Linked DNA regions of Sus scrofa: region 1 is linked to region 2. A link is a contact called in public Hi-C data. All regions are on one chromosome and are shown on one strand. The core of a region is the stretch at or near the end of the contact, and the rest is flanking DNA. Distances in the headings are between cores, read along the strand shown.

What was found. Hi-C and Micro-C count contacts between places; a contact is called where the count stands out from the background.
Region 1: a contact with region 2 is called in a Hi-C map of liver, with 5 times the contacts expected there. The contact joins the promoter of LOC106507380 here to the promoter of AFTPH in region 2. A contact is called at or near these places in 1 of 47 Hi-C or Micro-C datasets (liver) and 1 of 2 datasets of contacts at active chromatin or transcription factors (alveolar macrophages).

The regions. Positions count from the first base shown.
Region 1 is chr3:78,029,261-78,032,479 of Sscrofa11.1, reverse strand. LOC106507380 (proline-rich protein HaeIII subfamily 1-like) reads right to left here and starts at 1,717. Exons shown (of 2, transcript XM_013987892.1): 1 at 1,699-1,717; 2 at 618-1,645. The coding sequence starts at 1,717. The coding sequence ends at 618. UGP2 (UDP-glucose pyrophosphorylase 2) reads left to right here and starts at 1,847. Exons shown (of 10, transcript NM_213980.1): 1 at 1,847-2,043. The coding sequence starts at 2,025.
Region 2 is chr3:77,421,252-77,424,317 of Sscrofa11.1, reverse strand. It overlaps AFTPH (aftiphilin), which reads left to right and starts at 1,464. Exons shown (of 10, transcript XM_021087452.1): 1 at 1,464-2,359.

The sequences.
Region 1 (3,219 bases), core at 468-2,967, 610 kb before region 2:
GGCAATACAAGCTGTGATTTAGCGGGCGCTGGGCTGGCCCTCTTGCCGTCCCCAAGTCACTGCAAACATTCTTTTGCTGTTCTCTTTCCTTGAGGACTTCAAGAATCTATTAAAAGGTGAGCATCTCTTGAGAGTTAAACCATTTCTACTTTGATTAGAAAAGTTAACGCCTGTTACAGTGGAAATCTCTACAGGAATAGGAACTCGGGTGGTGGTTCTGGGGTGAGAGCCTTCACTTGGCATTTTCTTTAATGCGCTACAAGCCTCTTCCTGTTTGTGGATCCCACACATCCCACTGCTTTCTTCTTAACGCATCTTCACCCTCCCAAGACCAGGTGTGTGAATAGTTTGTGTCTACAGAAAAGGGCCTGGGCTCTCTCAAGTTGTTGAGTAGTTGCAGTGGGGTGCTCTGGCTTCAGCCACAGGATAGGCATCTTCAATCTCTGGTAAGCCGAAACATTTTTAAGCACTGTAAAAATAACCACTGGTGCTTCAGGTTCTCTCCCTTGCTGAAGTATCCATGGAAAGCTGGAGTTTTAGTGGTGGAACACCCCTTTCCCAGTCGTGGGAGGTGGGGCTCTCACACACGGGATCCGTCGCCGGGATCATCGCCCACTTCAGCTGGGTTCCCTCAGGCCGCAGACGTCCCGCCCCCTGCCACCTCCGTACATTTCATTGGCCAGGGCCTGAATCCGCCTCGGCTCCTGACTGGTGGCTGCTCCTATCTGTCTGCGCGGCGGGGACATTTCCGCATTGAGGGGGGCTGCTCCGAATGGAGGGGGAGGGGAAGTGTTTAGGAGAAAGGGGGGGCTTTGGGTGTTGCGAGACCGCAGCCAGGTGGACAGAGGGGGTTCAGTAGCTGGGCTGCGACCACTGGCGAGAGGCTGGAGGTGTGCATGTGTGAAAGGAGAAGGGGAGAGAGAAGGGTGCCGCAGAGGTGATAGTCTCTCAGTCTGCGAACCTTCTTCCGGGGGCGCCATAAACGCCCCCAAGTTCTCAGCTGCTAAAGGAGGAGGTGGAAGGTGGGTCTCCGAGGCGGTTTGGGGAGGGGCCGGGGCGGACTTCCCACCACCCCTTGGGCGGGTGCGTTCCTCCTCTCTAAGGCGTTTAGAGCCCCTCTGCCTGACCCACAGTTTGGCCCCAGAGGCCGAATTTGGGTTCGGCCAGGAGGGACTAGAATGTGCAGTAGTCCGGGCGGGCCCTCCCGGGCTCCTGTACCTCGGACTCGGGGCGGCGCACGGGTTCTCCCCTCCCGGGTGGCCCCCTAGTGTCCTCTGAGGGGGAGGGGCCCTGGAGCCTTCGGCCCCTCCCGGGAAAAAGCCGCCGCAGTGTTGCCGCCACTCGCAGCCGGGAGGGGGGCGCCGGGAGGCCCTTGCACGCCCGCGCACGGAATTTTTAGCACCTCCTAGTCCCGGGATATTTATGGGCTGGTAGAAATGGTTCCATGGACCCTCTTTGCGCCTCTTTGCCCCCTCTCCCTCCTCCCGACCCCTGTTTGGGCGGGGACTGCAGTTGGCCGGAGTTTTCCGGGGAATGGGCCGGAGCCTGTACGGCAGCGAGGGGAGGGGGAACCGGGGGCGCGGCCCGCCTTTGCCTGCTGCTGTCCGGCCCCGGAGGGCGTGGGGACCCGGGGGCGGTGAAGTAGCTGCTCTAGATCCGCCTCTTTCATTGATGAAATTTAAGTTCTTGTGATTTTACCTTTTCCGGGAGTCTCCATCTGGCCCTCATTTGTGTTGGGGTGCAGTGTGGGCTGGAGTTCCAAGCAGACTCAGTCGCACCAAGTTTCTGTCTTTTGGAAGTGGGGAAGGTTCTCCTGGGTGGTTTTTTTTTTTTTTTTTTTTTTTGAGGTAGTTTTAGTCGCTTTTAAGAAATACTCCCATAAGTGGCTAAGCATTGGAAGAGGAGAAAGAACTCGTCGGTCGGTTGTTAAAGCAGAGGTGGAAGAGAGACCCGCTCTATAGCGTGACTCCTCTAGAAATTTAAATATATATACAAAAGCCAGAGTATTTTAATAAATCCCTAAAATGTCGAGATTTGTACAAGGTAAGACACGCTTCTTATCTCCCGGGTTACTTTAGTAGTACTGAATTTGGGTACTGACAGTCGAGAGGTTGGTGGGTGGTTTCAAAGTGGAAATGTTCATTTGAGATACTGTTTGCAAAACCCTTTTCGTTAAACTGACATTTGAGCTGTCTTGAGTGCTGGCTGGGTTGGTGTTTCAGATACGTATAATTTATACCCTGGTACTCTGCTGCGTTTAGTTCTGCCTCCCTGGAATCAGGTTAGTAGCACTCTGGCTCCCCAGGATAGTGGCTGAAAATGAGAAAACAGGATTTTGGCTGCTGATTAATCCCTGTTCTCTTTTCTTGGTCGAAGTCAAGGTAACTCTGTGGGTGCAGATGGGAAGAAGAACTGGAGGGCTGGGGAGAGGCAAGTGGGTTTTTGCCAGGACTGTTGGGGAAGCTTTAGTGTTCTCAGCTTCTCCATTGGTGTGTACGTGGTTTGAGTCTCAGATTCATTTATTGCGAAACCGGGAGTAGCTCCTAGAAGCTGGAGGTCATTTCAGTAGGAGAAATGACTTTGCTGCATTGCTGTGTTTATTTATTTTTTCCTTCTTTGAAATCTGGAGGATTATTAAGGTTTCTTTGAAATTTGAAAATTGCCCTCTAAATTCTGTGTGTTTTTAAAAAAGGGTTAGGGAATGCCACTCAACTGAGTTGAGCTTTAACATTGTGTATACGTCTGTGAATGTGAACACATTGAAGTTGGTGCTACCTTAAACCTCTGTCACTAATTTGTAGCATAGGACTTGCCTTGTGGTATGCAAGTAAACCCTTCTCTTTCCGACCCCAGAGTGTGAAAGCTTCAGCCATCTTGCTGAACACACAGCTAGTAAAGTTCACAACCACTTTTTGAGACTGTCAGTAAATGTAGATGTACCTTAAAAAATTGTGCCAGTAATGGTTATCATTTGACCCTGGGCATGAAAATACCCTAGTAGGTTTTAAAGTACTTTATTAACTCTTTTTTCAGTTTTGTATATAATAAAGAGAATTTGACTTGCCTGCATTATTATGAAAGCATTTGAGACACTCATGTCTGCTTTTAGCACTAAGCTCAGAAATGTCAGTTGTCATTAGACTTTTAAATTCATATTATGCCTTGTAAGTGGTGAGAGATGCTTTTTATGTTCATATTGAATAAACATCTTAGGCAAGA
Region 2 (3,066 bases), core at 215-2,714:
TTGACTGAGAGTTCCCTGGTGGCTCAGCGGGTTAAGCAGGCTAAGGCTGTAACTGCTGTGGCTCTGATCACTGCTGTAGTGTGGATTCGATCCCTGGGTCAGGAACTTCGCCTGCCATGGGCACAACCAAAAAAAATCATTTTTATATACAGAAAAAACTCATAAAATTAGACAAAGCCACAACACAAAATGTACATCAGCACAGTATTATTTGTAATTGTGGAAAATACCCACATATAGGATAATGGATAAATCACAGTATGTCTGCTCCATTGAATATTATGTATGCAATGAAAATCAAAGTTTTATGAAATGTTAAGTAATCAGGATGAAATGCTTACAACATAATATTAAGTGAAAAAAGGATACAAAATTGGCTTACATTATGATTACAACTTTGTAAAAAGTCTGCACAGGAGAAAAAACTAAGATTTAATTTTTCTTTTCTTGATACAAAATCTTAAGTAATGTAGTTAAGGTCGTATTTTTTAAAAGTAAAGAAAAACAATACTACCACTGGATCCAAATGCAATGAATTTTAATAAGTATTTTCCCCCAGATTCATCATCTTAAAAACTTTCAGAGATGCTTTCTTTTTGTAGTACCATTTCATAAGCATTGGAATGCTGTCTTCAGAATTATGTGTAAGATTACAAATTACAAGTTGGGTGGTTGCTGACCAAAGAGTGACTTAATGACTCAACTTCATAAATTTCTGAATTGTTGTCCTTAAGTGAATAAAATAGGCTTCTGCAGTTACCTGAAAAAAAAAAAACACTTTTTAATCATGTTATGCATAAAATTAGGGGAATATTATTCTGAAAGCACAGTTTTTTTTAATGTTTTTATGTTTAAATTTATTATTTCAGTTTTAACATATTCTCGATGTAGGGTCTGCCTTAGGATTTTGTCATATGTTCTTATTCTGATATGTCTGTTTAGTAGAGCTATCAAATTAGGACAAGCATGTGTTCCTCTAAAATCAATTTACTTCCAGTGTACACACACACACACACACACACACACACACTTTTGTTTCTTTCCTTCCTGGTCAAAATAAACATTTATAGCGATATATTTATAAGCTTATATTTATAAATACAATATTTAAGGTTTATATTTTTAAGCTTGCAATGAGCCAAGCCAGCAGGGGGCGAAATACAATAAGAATAAATTTGACAAGCCATATAGATATTTTTCTTGCTTTAGTGACTGAGCAATAACAAAAAATCCAGCACCGCCACAAAGCAATTGGTATTCTAATTTTAAGTGCTGCAGTCTGCGTATATCTTACAGCGATTGAGTTGTATAGAGACAAAAGCAGGTCTATTTCAGTGCTCCAAGTTAATTTGTCTAGAACATTGCAGAGGCGGGATAAACTGTGATGAACTGCTTTTGTCCCTATCTTCCCCTGATTTGTATAATTCCTCCACTCAAAGAAGGTGGACGCTTCTCTGTGGCTGAGAGGGTGTTTTCTATCCTTGTTTTCTTTGCGTAACTGCTGAGCTTTGCTGTATTGGAATTGTTTTAAATTATTCAAATTGCTGGTGTAGGTTTGGCAAAAGTGAGCAGAATAAGCACTTCGGAAGGGCTCATGATTGCGGGATAGGACCTCGGCCTCATCATTCCCGATGGTAACAATAATCTGTGCAGCCTTGCAGTCTTGTTTTTACAGTGGCCGGAATTCTAACAGAAATTCGTTATAGATGAAAGGGAAAGGTTATAAAAAATGCAAATGATCAAGACTGATGATGGAAAAATGTTACGACCTCTGTTAAAGAAATGCGGGAGTTGATTGATTTCTTTATAGTTTCATCGAATAGTCTCTCGCAGCATCTATGAAAAACGACCACCGTCTCTATCCGTTAGCAAAATCCTCCAATTTTATTTGTTTTTGTTGGTCTCAAAGACGATTTGTCAGTTCGGCGGCTGCTTTTCCTCTTGCTTCTCATTTTGATTTACCTCTTCTTTGTTATACATCAGCTTCCTTTTCTGTCAGCTTAAATTAAAAAGAGGAAGGAACTCTGAACGAAAAAGTCGTTTTTCGGGGCGAAAAGGGCAAGCTGATAAGTGCTCTCCAGCAGATTTTGGTGAAGAAAATAAAGTTCCGTATTTTAAAACCCTCGCAATTTTCCTTGCAGAGCAAGAGACTTAACTCGGTCCTGAGCTGAACGTTGACTTTTAGCCGGCTAAGGAGCACCTGTCCCTCGCCGGGAGCGCAGCCTTAGGAGCGGCGGAGTGCAGGAGGGCGTCTTTCCCCCCACCCACCTCGATGACTCACAAGGAAGTCAAGGAAAAGGGCAGCTTGCCCGCACCCAAAATGGCGGCCGGCGCTCTGCTCGACGGCGCCTGCGCAGGGGTAAGCGTTCTGTGACACTGATTCCCCCCAAGTGTTCTCCCCCCAACCCCCCAGTACCCACCAGCGCCCGGCCCCGACCTAGCCACCTGCGCCCGGAAGTGACGTGTCGGCGGCAGCGGTTCCCCCGCTGCATGATGGGAGAGTGTGTGGAGTGGGCGGGGGGTCTCCGCGGAGGAGGAGGTGGAGGCGGCGGCGGCGGCGGAAGAGGGCGGAGGGTAATGGGATGGGGGTCTCGCGGCAGCGCTGAAACTCCGGGTGGGCGTCCATGGCGCTGCTTCGATGACAGGGCTGTGAGCAGCCTGCCTTCCGCTTTCACCAGCTCCGCGTCGGAATAGCCGGTCCTTCCCCGGGGAGCTAGTTCCTCCCCGGGCCCCTGAGCCATGCCCATCGCAGCCGCCCCGGACGAGCCAGGTAAGCGCCACCGCTCCGCTCCCCCATCGCGCGGGGGAAAGAGGATGGGGAAGCCGGCCCAGCCCGCCGGCTGGACCCTCGCCCGGCCCGGGGGCACCTGCCTGTCGCGGAGCCGGGGGCTGCGGGGACGGTGCCGGCTCTGCGGGCCTGCGGGCTCCGGGCTCGGGCTCTGTCCTTTTCCGCGGCGGGTGCGGGGACGCCGGCGGCGGCGCGGAAGCGCACGGCCCCCTTCTCGCCATCCCGGGCATCGGCCAGGAAAGTGAGAGCCCTTCCCACGTCCCCGGCTGCCGGCGGCT